Linked DNA regions of Gossypium hirsutum: region 2 is linked to region 1. A link is a contact called in public Hi-C data. All regions are on one chromosome and are shown on one strand. Each heading gives the region's core, a stretch centred on a gene start, on an enhancer-like site or on the middle of the called end of the contact. The rest is flanking DNA. Distances are from core to core; before and after follow the strand shown.

Region 1 (6,074 bases), core at 1,301-3,800:
TCACAGAAAGCTGTGATCTAAGATCATCCAATTCCCTTAGATACTGAGAGGCAAATTACAAAGTCACATCAGAATCATGCAAGTGGATTTGGCTAACGAAAAAGGAAAATCATTGAAGCAGCAACACCAAAGGACATACTTTACACGAAAGGTAAAATAGATGATGAACTGGAAGCAAGATTATAAATAGAGGCCTAAGGTAGCCTCATAACCATCCACACTATTGCATTTCACATAAGATCATATACTTTTCAATGCGGAAAGACATATTTGAGCTTCTTTAAGAATGATTAAGTAAAAAAACAATTATGATCTAACAGCAACTGATATCCAAAGTTGGAAATTTTGAAGCCTTATTTCCTATCTAACCGGTGCCTTCTATAAAGTAACAATAAACATGTCAGCAATTAGTACAGGGAATATCAGCAAAGGTCGAAATTGGTGCAATATTTAGTAAGACTTAAAACATGAGTTTTAAAGATTTAACATATTTATTGAAATATATAAAATTTAACAATTATGTAAGAACATTACCATAACCTAATGCTTCATGATTAAATCATAAACATTCCTCCTAGTACACTTAAAAAGGTGAAAGCTGTTTCCATGTGGCTTCAAATTACTTAGACAGAGAAGAAATTAGAAGTAAATTTATAACTTGGCAAAATATGGAGGGTGTTGCATGGCTGCATAAAGTCTAATTTAGTGACCACCACTAATCTTATGTGTAAAGACAACAATTTCCCGAATTATACAAATTTCAATAAAGAGGAAATATTAAAATAAGATTAAAAACACTTGGTCACCTTTCCTTTGATGGGCTCCCTCAACACATAACTAAAGAGGAAAAGCCAAAAAGGCTTGATAAAAGATGCGTGGATCATCATCAACAACTTCAAAAGATCAAGATAAAATAAAAGATCCATTTAAGGACAGATCAACCACCATAGCAGATAATACAATCATTAGGACATGATGGGTTTTTCCAAATCATGAATCAACACGCAAAAATGAAATATGACCACGGCATTATTAGGCTAATTAATCAGCAAAAGAAATGAAAAAAGTTTCAAGAACCAGAATTTATGTAGGTGACCTTCTCAGCAGCAGAGGCTGAAGCTTGAAGCTGCCCATTTCTCTCCTCTAACCTCGTCTGCAATTTAAATATTTCCTCTTCCATGTGCCTTGCCTTTGTCTCCGCTTCCTGATTTAAAAAAATAATAATAATAATAATAAGAAGCGAATCAGGTTTACCAGTAAACAAGTTCTTGACCCCACAAAGAAAGACCCAAAAAGAGAAATATTCAAATGGGAACTGAAAGTTTAACACAAAAAGACACGGAAAAGGAGGCACCATCAGCAATCACATGCCTGTCTTGTTAGGGTTTCTTGAGCAAATGACTGCTCCTGCGACGCCAAACGGCTTCTAACCTCCTTCAACTCCGCCGCCAGCGACACCACGTTACGCCGGAAACTCTGCTTCTTCTCATTCAAATCCTTCAATAAAGGATCAAAATCCATAGAAGATGATGAAGACGGAAGGGATGATTGATTAGACACTGACATCAGGGATAGCACGCTCTTGATCCAACGGTGAGTTGAAGATCTGATCGTGAATGCATGCACAGACCCTTGAAGGGGGCAAAAAAAAAAGAACAGATGACTTAGGGGAAGAGTCCTAGTCTTTGGTTGTAGCAATCTGTGCTGCCATATCTGCATGTGAACATGGTGGTTGTGCATTTAATTCAAGTGGGACAGCAAGCAACAAGTTTGAAAAATATAAAGATATAATGCAATGATAATACTCACAAGATTTAAAAGAAGAATAAATATTTGGAAGCAATGAAATGGATGGAATAAATCTGGTCCAAGCGAAGAGAAAAAAAAAAAAGAGAATGCTAAATAGATGCTTAATGGAAGGAGAGCGATAGAGGTGTTTATAAACCACAACCATAACCATCTGAATAATAAAGTCTTGTAATTATTTATCAAGACATAGAGAGAGAAAAAGAAAGAGACTTGCAGAGAGAGATAGAGAGAGAACAGCTTTTTGAATTTGAAATATGCGGAAAAAATAAAATAAAATAAAATTCAAATTTGAAATAGTTTGAAAATGGAAAAAAAGAAAAAAATTTCTTGGGAAAGCGGAAAGAAAGATGAAACAGAAACAACGCTGTACTCGGAAGGAGAGAAAAGGCAAAGAAAAAAAACCCAGAAAATATTTTTGGCTTTAACAGAAAAACAAACAAAATAAAAGAGAGTGAGAATCATGATGGGCGGATTGAGCGAGGAAAAGAGTCACCAACCTATGGTAGGAGCTTCACTTCTCTTCTCTTCTCTTCACTGTATCTGTCTCAAAGCAAAGCAGAAATGAAATTTTTAACATGGGATTTGCGAATAAGCTTGTGCTCTGCTCTGTGAAATTTTCCCCCTAAGATGAGATCGGATCCGAGGATGTTTTAATTTTGTAATGGAAACAGAGGAAGGATTAGATTAGAAGGGATACTAATTGATTGATTAGTTCTTTCCAATTATTATTTGTTTTTTAATTAATTCATGGTCTTGAGTTATTTAGGTAATTAATATTTAATTATGTTTGGTCCTGATTCCGAACCTGGGGTAATGTGATAATGCCAAAATCCTAAGCTGTGTTTTGTAATGTGGTGGGTTCTGTTTGGCAGATTTGACATTTCACAATCTTTTTTTTTTTTTTTTCGGTTTCCCACTGACTCCAGCCGTGAAACGAGAGTAGCGCGGCAAATCCAAATTTTTGGTTAGCTGCTTGCTAAGCCTAAGGGGAATCTTGCCGCGTGGACTTCTTTCTCTATCATCCGTTCGATCTGTTTTTGTTACCTACCTACTAGTCACACTGTCACCTGCTTGGGCTTGGGCTCGGGCTCGGGCTCCGAGCCCTTTTCTGCTTAAATAATTATTTAGGCTGTTCCATTTCACTTCTTCATTCCTTTTTCATTTTTTCTTGGAATATATGGTAAGTTGTTAGTAAATTTTTACATTTCTTGAAAGATATGGTAATTTAGAGAGTTTCACATATTTTTTATGTTATAAATATTAAAATTTTGATTTTGATTAATTTTATCTATTTTAAAAAAATAAATACATCAAAAAATATTTTTTTACAATATAAAAATGGAAAAACTCTCTCTGATCCCCGATAACGTTTCCCCCCCTTAGGCAGTAAGCGGTGGCGATGGATCTCGATCGGATTCTGATCGTACGACTAAGAAAGTACGGTTCAAAGGTGGAATCGGAGAAGAAGACACTGAGATGGTGAAGACTCTGGATCGAGCCTAAAGATATCCTGGAAGGATAAACTTTTAGGAACCAATTCTGGAGGAATAGACGTTGGTAAGATGGGTCTTCTAGTCTAGATGTTGATGAAGATCTTGAGTTTTTAGAAGGAGACATTCACAGATCTGTTGTTAATGGTATTCCTTCCATTGACTTCTCTGAACGGATTCAAAATATTTTAGTCAAAGAGATGGAACTCACGGTAATATTGAAATTACTAGGAAGAAACATTGGCTATGAGGCTCTTAACAATCGTATTAGCAGTCTTTGGAACACTGCCAAGCCATTCCATCTCATGGATATTGAAAATGGATACTTTTTGGCTAAGTTCCAATCTTTCGACGATTACACTAAAGTTCTGGCGCAGGGTCCGTGGATGGTGTATGGACAATATTTAACAGTTCAACCCTGGACAAAAGAGTTTTGCCCTTCACAACCCTATCCAAGTTTAGTGTTGGCATGGATTAGACTACCTGGTCTTCCAGGTTATTTATACAAGAAGAAAATTATCAAGGTAATTGGGAATACCATTGGGAAAGTGGTTCACTTGGACTTTAATACTGATAGCAGGACTAGAGGCAGGTTCGCCAGGATAGCAGCATACATTAATCTGGATAGACCCTTGGTTGCTCAAGTTCTCGTGAATGGCAGAATTTAGAAAGTTGAGTATGAAGCGTTGCCGACCATATGCTTCTCCTGCGGGAAGTATGGACATACCAAGGATCTCTGTATTGTGACGCAATCGGAATCTAGAACGGAGAAGTAGACGGCGAGGGTTGATCCGGTGGCGGTGGAGAAAAGAGATGATACTGCAACTTACGGACCATGGATGGTGGTCGAACGTAAAAGCAGACGAAATTCTCGGAATAATGGTTCTATTAGAACAGAGAACAAGGAGGAAGGCAAATCCGGTTCCCGATTTGGCGCTTTGGCTGTTATGGAAGGTGAGTCTGATTTGGGAAAGGAGAAGGATAAGGGTGATAAAGGAATTGGGGCTGATTTTCAGGTGAAATTAAAGGCTATTGATTTTGGGAAGAAACAGAAGCTCAACTTTCGAGATAATGGAAAAAATAATAGGAGCAGTCGGATGGGGGGAATTATTCTAGATAATGGGCTGTCTAATGCCATTATAGCAGACCCAGATATCAATAGGCCAGTGGTGGGTTCGACCCAGCGAGCTGCTGATTCAAATATTGATAAACGGGCTGATGACCCAAAATTGCCTAGTGTGATCCAGACCAGTAATCCAGTCAAGTCAAGTTGTCAGGATTTGGGCTTTACGCACAGTGATCCTGGGAGTTCTTCTAAGCAACTTTTTATTTCAGAATTTAATTATTCGGATAGAGTGGACTTTAATAATTTGCAAAATTCCAATTTTAATAATATGCCTGTGAATTTCTCGTGCATTAACCCTATGTTTGTTGACCAGGGGGAAAATAATATTGAGGATGTTAATACAGCTTTTAAAACTGTTGTCTCGGTGCCAGAATTTACTGAAGTACAGATTGTTAATGCTACCGAAGGCTTGAATAGCACCAAGCATACTGCGGTCTCGATTAAAGAGAAGAAATTAGCTGATAATAGTAATACGGGGAAGGTCTCCTTGCAGAATTTTGAGGTTAGCAAAATTCGGACTACACAGAAATTAACGGGAGGTAAAGATGGGGGGTTTCGAGCCACAAGGAAAATCAATAAAGTCTCGTATGGGAAAGGGAATTTTTTTAAAATTAAAAATCCCTCCAAAATCCCTTTGAGAGACTCTATGACCAAGCTAGCTTAGGCTATTACGAACGTGCAGGGAGTGGACCCTGGTACGGGGGATGGTAAAACAAATTAATTATGTTTTGTTAATTGTTGTCTAGTGATTGTTTTGAGATCCTTGTTCATTTGTTTATTTTCTAGTTTAATTTTTCTATGGACTCTAATATTTCAATCTTTTCTCAGAATTGCTAAGGGTGTGCAAGTAGTAAGTTTATCCGTGCTTTTTGTGAGTATAATTTAGAGCACAATCCGAACATTGTGTGCTTATTAGAACCTAGAGTTAGTGGCCCAAAAGCTAATTCTATTATTGGTAAATTGGGTTTGATTTTTCTCATCGCATTGAATCTGTTGGTTTTTCAGGTGGCATATAGGTCGGATGGAAAGATTATCTCTATTAAAATTATTCACAATCATCCCCAATTTATGCTTTTATGCATCTAGGGGAATAATTTTTATAGTTCTTTTTTCCCTTTTGTTGTGTATGGTAATCCTAATAAAAGTAAGAGGAGATCTTTGTGGACTGACTTATTGAATGTTTTACCTCAGGAACATTTGCCATGGTTGATTTTGGGAGATTTTAATGCCATCCTCTCTAATAAAGACAAAAAGAGTGATCAGTCTATTGGTAAGAGATGTAATTTCTTTGGCAATTTTGTTGACTCGTGTAATTTGCAAGACCTAGGTTTTGTTGGACCGTCATTTACTTGGCAAAGAGGTAATACGCATGAGCGATTGGACCATGCCCTTGCTAATGATGCATGGATTTCGGCTTTTTCGCAGACACTTGTTTACCATTTTACTCGTATCAAATCGGATCATAGGTGCATTCTCCTAAAGACTAATCCTATGCTTAATACAGCAAAAGGGAGACCATTTCGCTTCCTTGCAGGATGGATAAAGCATGCAAATTTTAAGGATTTGATTTCTAAAAGTGGAGATTTTCAGATAATATGGCTGATTTTTTATCTGATATTACTTCACACGTTAAAGATTAGAACAGGTCC
Region 2 (6,446 bases), core at 1,314-3,813, 490 kb after region 1:
TATGTGTAGACTAAAAGGTGTATCAATTATTTTCTTACATGTGTAGCCTAAAAGGTCTAAATAATTGGATGTATTCGCACATTAAAAAAAAAACTTAATAAATTGTAGGTACAACTAAGAATAATGAGTATTCACTTTGTAAATTAATATTTTTTAGAATTTAAAAGTCTGTTGTACTAGCACGTATTTGTCTGCTTTTCTAGCAAGTTTTGGTTTCTAGGGTTTCTAGTGCGCTTGTTTTGGACTGTAGTATAGAAAGTGGCGGTAGAAGCATGGAGAATAACTTGGCTAATCTTACGTTGGAAGATGATGAGGATGAGATCTCAGCAGTTGGTAGCGATGTAGATAAGACAAAGGAGGTTTATGATTTGTGTTTGGTTGGGTGTTTTTTCACGGCAAGTGTAATTCATTTCCCGGTAATGAGAAGTACAATGGAAATTTTATGGCATTCCGTGAAGGGAGTACAAATATCATATTTGGGAGAAAAATAATTTTTGTTCCAATTTTTTCATAAAATGGATTTGGAAAGAGTGCAAAGTGGATCGCCATGGACTTTCAATAGTCATCTTTTGGTGTTGTATTTTATGGTAGATGAGGAGGATCCACTAAAAGTCCCATTATTATCTGTTTGCTTCTGGGTGCATGTCCATGATATGCCCCCATTATTCTTTTCTGAACGAGTAGCAAGATAATTGAGAGATTTTGTAGGGGGTTTATGGAGTATGATACAAAAATTTTGAAAAGGGTTTCAACAATTATATACGAATTCTGTATTGGTTGATGTTCAATGACCGCTAAAAAGAAAGAAGAGGCTCATATTCTCCTTGGGTATTTGTTCATAGTCAATTTCAAGTATGAATGGTTAACCCTATTTTACTTTTATTTTGGATGTCTGGGTCACAGTGATTCTTTCTGCAAAATAAGGATGGAGACTGAGACTGATGTTATGGAAATGAGATGAGATTTAACAATCCGTGCTCAATCAAGGAGGGCTCTGGCAATGAACAATATATGGATAAAAAGAGAAGGAGGAAAAGGGTGTGGAGGAGCAATGTCAGATATGGTTAATCTTGTGTTGGGGGTGAATTTGGAAGGAGAATCAAATGGTGGGTCGGGTCAAATAGAAATGGAACATGATTCTAGGGAGTGTCCTTTTGAGGGGGTGAAGGGAAGAAACGGCTACGATGAGAAGAAGATTCTCAAAATGGATCGAGAATAGATGACTCTAGGAAAAGAAGAGAAAGAATGATGGTAGTTAAACCTCATTATTTATCGGTGGCTGCCAAAGGGCAAGCCGACCGGTCGCAATGAAACTCCAAAGTTGGAATGTCTGTGGGTTGGGGAACCCACAGGCTGTTAGAAGACTTTGGCATACGCTGAAGACGTCTAATCCCCAACTGGTCTTCTTTATGGAGATAAAACTAAATGGTAAAAGAATGGAAGCAGTGAGGAGACGATGTGGTTTTGTTAATAGGATTGAGGTGGGAGCTGATGGTTCTCATGGAAGCCTCTGTTTAGCATGGAAAGAGGACCTAATTATCACTTTACATAGTTTCTCTATGAACCATATGGATGTGGAGGTAAAAGGGAAAGAGAAAGATGGGGGATTGGAAATTTACAAGTTTTTATGAAACCTCGTTTATTAGGAATAAGAGCGATTTGTGAAATGTTCTTAGGAATTTGGGGATTATCAAGATCTTCCACGGCTTGTGTACGGGGATTTTAATGAAATTATATATTTTTTTGAGAAAGTGAGGGTATTACAAGGGACAAACGGAGAATAGAGACGTTTCGGAAAGTTTGGAGAAGTATCGTTTATTGGATGTGGGCTATTCTGGGACATGGTTACTTGGGAGAGAGGGAATTCACAAAAAAAAAAATCAGGAACAATTGGATGGAGGTGTGGAAAATGATGGTTGGTTGGGTAGATTTCTAAATGCTAGTGTTTATCACATACCCCATTCTTTCTCTGATCATTGCCCACTTTTAGTTCATACGGATATTCAAGGAAATGTGAGGGTAATAAAAAATTCTGTTTCGAAGTTTAGTGCACAATGGAAAAGTCTTTTGAAGGAGAAATAAAACAAATTTGGGAATTGAGTAGGGGGATATATTTGCTAAGCTAGAGAGTCTTTGATTAGAACTAAGGAGTTGGGAAAGACAGATAAAGGAGAAATGACACAGTTTGAAAAAGTCTTTGACTAAGAAATTGGAGCAATTATTGGTCTCAGATCGGGATGATGGTAATTTGGCAGAACTTATTAATATAAGAGTTCATTTGAATTGGGAGATTGATAAGGATGAAGCTTTCTGAAAACAAAAAGCGAGAGTCAATTGGTTAAAGTAGGGGATAGAAACACGACTTATTTCTATAATTATGCTTCACAGCGCATGAAAAATAATATGGTTAAATGTTTGGAGTATGGAGATGGAAGGGGAACTAGGGAAGGTACGGAGATGGCAGAAATCGCAAGGGTTTTTTTTGAAGATTTATTTGCGGCAAAGGGGATGGGTGAGTTAACTTATATTTTGTCCAAGGTAGGGAGATGTATTACTGATGACTTGAATATGATGTTAACAGGGACATACACAGAGGAGGAAGTCTATACGGCCTTAAGGGATATGGGTCCAACTAAGGCACCAGATTTGGATGGCTTTTCGACATTATTCTATCAAAGATATTGGCATATTGTGGGACATGATTTAAGTCTCTATTTTTTGGGCATTTTAAATTATGGTAAGGAACTTGACCCTGTGAATGTTACAAACATTGTTCTCATACCAAAAAATCCCTCACCCCACTAATATAACGAATTTTAGACTCATCAGCTTATGTAATGTTTTATATAAGATAATTGCAAAAATGGTGGCCAATCGATTTCAAAAGACTTTTGATGTTTGCATTGATGGTCCTCAAAGTGTATTTATGCCAGGACGTCTGATTTCGGGTAATGTATTACTTGCATATGAGATTTTGCATAATTTCAGGAAAAAACGAGTTGGACGAAAGGGTTTTATGGCTTTAAAATTGGACATGGGCAAGGCGTATGATCGAGTTGAGTGGTGTTTCTAAGGGCAATGATGGAACAAAGGGGTTTTCCATAAGTCTTGGTAGATATTATGATGAAGTGTGCCTCGACAATCTTTTATTTTGTTAGTATTAATGGGATCATGGGAGAGTTCTTTTGGCCTTTTAGAGGACTACAACAAGGGGACCTTTTAAGTCCATTTCTATTTCTAATTTGCAGTGAGCGACTGTCTTCTCTAATAAGACTTGCGGTTAAAGAGGGCCTGACAAAAGGAGTAAAGGCAAGTAGGAATGGGCCTCAAATTTCACATCTACTCTTTGCAAATGATTGCGTTCTTTTTGGGAGGCTTCAGAGAGGGGTGTACATGTCATTAAATGGATTTTGGAAGAGTATGAAGTATGTTCCGGACAATGTATGAATTTTGGAAAATCTACGATTTTTTATAGTGCAAATACTTCTAATATGGTTAGGGTGCAACTATCAACGGAATTGAGAGTTCGCTGCTCAAATAACCCAGAGAGATACCTAGGCTTTCCTAATGTAGTTGGTAGAAATAAAAAAGCTTTGTATCAGGTTTTGAAGGATCTGATGAAAAGGAAAATTGATGGGTGGAATACAAGATTTCTCTCATAATGGGGTAAGGAGGTATTTATAAAGTTAGTACTTCAAGCCATACCGACGTTTCTATGGCCTGTTTCTTATTGCCGAAATCTTTGTGTGGGGAAATGGAAAGTATTGTGGCAAGATTTTTATGGCAGAAGGATCATGGGCGTCGGGGTATTCACTGGTGTGAATGGGGAAGAATATGCAATTTGAAAGAGGAAGAGGGTTTGAGTTTTTGAAGTTTTGAGAAATTTAATGTGGTTCTCGTAGCCAAACAAGGATGGAGACTTATTAATTATCCCAATTCTTTAATTGCTTGGGTTTTGAAAGTCAAATATTACCCTCGATCTGATTTTTTCACTGCTAGCTTAAGACATAGGGCGTTAGTATACTTGGAGAAGTATCTGGTCAGCGAAAAAGTTGCTATGTGATGGGATCAGATGGAGAGTGGGTACGAGAGATAGGATTTCAATTGATAATCATGCATGGATTCCTGGTTTAGATGATTATAAATTAAGGAATGGGGTTAGAAATGATAATTATATGCTTGTTGTTGATTTAATTGATAGTGAAAATAAAGAAAGGATGAGGGAGCCTATTTTGGATACCTTTTTGAGTATTGATGTAGATAGAATCTGAGCATTCCTTCGGCTAGTATTCATCATGAGGATGTGATGGTGTGGAGAGGCGAGCCTTCAAGGGACTTTTCTGTGTGAAGCGCCTACAAACTGGTATTTCTACCCCTACTTTTAATGAGATACAGACCAATGCTAGGGATTTCTATAGGAAGCTATGGGGCCTAAAGCTTTCGACTAAAATTAAAATTACAATTTGGTGAATTTCAAAGAATTATATTCCTACTTTAACAAATTTGTATTTTAAGAGACTTATGTTAAGTCTGATATGCCCGAGATGTGGTAATGTTGTTGAAAATTTGGACCATGTCTTTCGTGGTTGCCCTGTTACAATTTAAGTTTGGATGTTATTAGGGTTTCATGGAATTATGTCAAATTTTGACCAAGGATTTTTCAAATGGCTTACCTGGGTCTTTAGAGAATGTTTTGTTACCCAAAAGCGAGTATTTTGTGTTACACTATGGAGCCTGTAGCCAGATAGAAACAAGAAGGTGCACGAAAAAATCAATAAAATAGGTAGGGCGATTGCCACTTCTATATCTTGTTACATAAAAGAATTGGAAATTGAGGAGGTAAGGGAAGTAACCAAATGATGTGAGGAAAGAAAATGGGAACCTCCTGTAGGGGCGAGAATCAAAAAAACTTTGATGCGGCCTTTGATGAAGTGCATTCTAGATTGGGACCGGGAATCGTTGTTAGGAATGCTTTGGGTACAGTTTTGGTATCTCATTCGATTCTGCATGTTGCGGTTGGAACGATTTTTGTAGCCGAGGCCCTCGCGTGTTCATGGGCAATACAAATGGGCTTAGAAATGAGGTTAACCAAAGTAGTTATAGAAGGAGATTCAATTACAATCATCAAAAAATGCAACAAGAATATACACGATAGATCTGAAATAAGGGCCTATATTCGAAACATCTAACAGAAGATGAACAGTTTTACTTTTATTTAGCTTAAACATGCAAGTCATTTTGGAAATCAGTTAGCCTATCTTTTAGCAAAGGAGAGTTTGATATCTGGTGAAGGCTTTTCCCTGGAAGATGTTGTCCCGAGTTATACGATGAGGACGATGGAAGCTGAATAGGTGTGAGAGACGGACTGATGAGGATTGGAAGCAAGTTTTCCAGCCCTGGTGAAAGGAAAGAAAGGATGAGAACTCTTTTCTTGTGTTTTTTTTGGATATATGCAAAATGGGGGTTGGAAAAGGAAACTAAATGAAACTATCAGATTCTGAAATGACTAATGATGGGATAAAGACGGCTTTACTTTTCCTGTTTGGCTGGGCTAGGTAGTTTATTTTTTAATTGTTTGTTTTGGTTCTATGTTTCTTTTCTGGTTTTGGGCTCGGTGGCGTCATGCCAGATCATTTACATTGTGTTATCATTTTTCTTCTTTTAATAACAAAGCATGGTCTTTTATTCAAAAAAAAAACCTTTATACATAAACAAACAATTACTAAAATTCAAAATTTTTTTTATTTATATATTTTCTAAGCTATTTTTATACATCATAAAATGCACCAAAAGGATTAAAACATTGCTACACATCAATTTTTTCAATAAAATTAATTTTAATATTTTTTAAACTTTATATAATTTAAAAAAATAGTCTTGAATGAATCTAGACATATTATTGTTCGAATTCTAGACTTTAACTTTTAAATTGTTTTTATTAATTTTTAATTTTTTAAATTTTTTTTTTCAATTTTTAGATATTTTTATAAATTTTAATAATGTTTTACAAATTTTTAAAAAGCTAATATTTTTTTAAATTATTTTAAAAAATTAAGCTTTGAAACGAAGGAAACTAGACAACCATATGTCCAAATTTATTTTAGTAAAAAAACTTTAAATATTCCTTTTAATTTAAAAAATAATAATTTTTTTATTGACATGGCATGCCACATCAGCAACTATCATTGACATGGAGTACATCATCAGTGTCATTAATGGCCACATCAACACTACAATGGTCTACGTTAATCAAAGGGCCTATTTGGCCAAACCTGTTAATTCAGAAGCTCAGTTGGGTGCAAAAAGTTTAAAGGGACTTAGTTGATTTTTTTAAAAAAGTTGGATGGCCAAAAAACCCATTAAGCCAAAACTAAATCAAGATCTTTCATATTAGATCATTAAGAATAAAATTAGATACGAAATTGTACCTAAATCATCAATATCTT

Evidence for each region. A called contact is a pair of places that touch in the nucleus more often than the background predicts.
Region 2: a Hi-C map of leaf shows a contact between it and region 1, with 2.1 times the contacts expected there. The contact joins the enhancer-like site here to the promoter of LOC107893735 in region 1. A contact is called at or near these places in 2 of 34 Hi-C or Micro-C datasets (both in leaf).

Annotation. Positions count from the first base shown.
Region 1 is chrA13:80,506,686-80,512,759 of Gossypium_hirsutum_v2.1, forward strand. It overlaps LOC107893735 (nuclear envelope-associated protein 2), which reads right to left and starts at 2,551. Exons shown (of 6, transcript XM_016818801.2): 1 at 2,307-2,551; 2 at 1,372-1,713; 3 at 1,097-1,204; 4 at 1-43. The coding sequence starts at 1,566.
Region 2 is chrA13:81,001,313-81,007,758 of Gossypium_hirsutum_v2.1, forward strand. LOC121212717 (a long non-coding RNA gene) reads right to left here and starts at 5,678. Exons shown (of 3, transcript XR_005908042.1): 1 at 4,883-5,678; 2 at 4,674-4,734; 3 at 1,965-4,591. Within about 2 kb of position 2,564, at least 6 of the 9 cell types and tissues checked have an H3K27ac peak or open chromatin away from gene starts, as enhancers often do. A contact at or near this core is called in leaf, where this site is marked.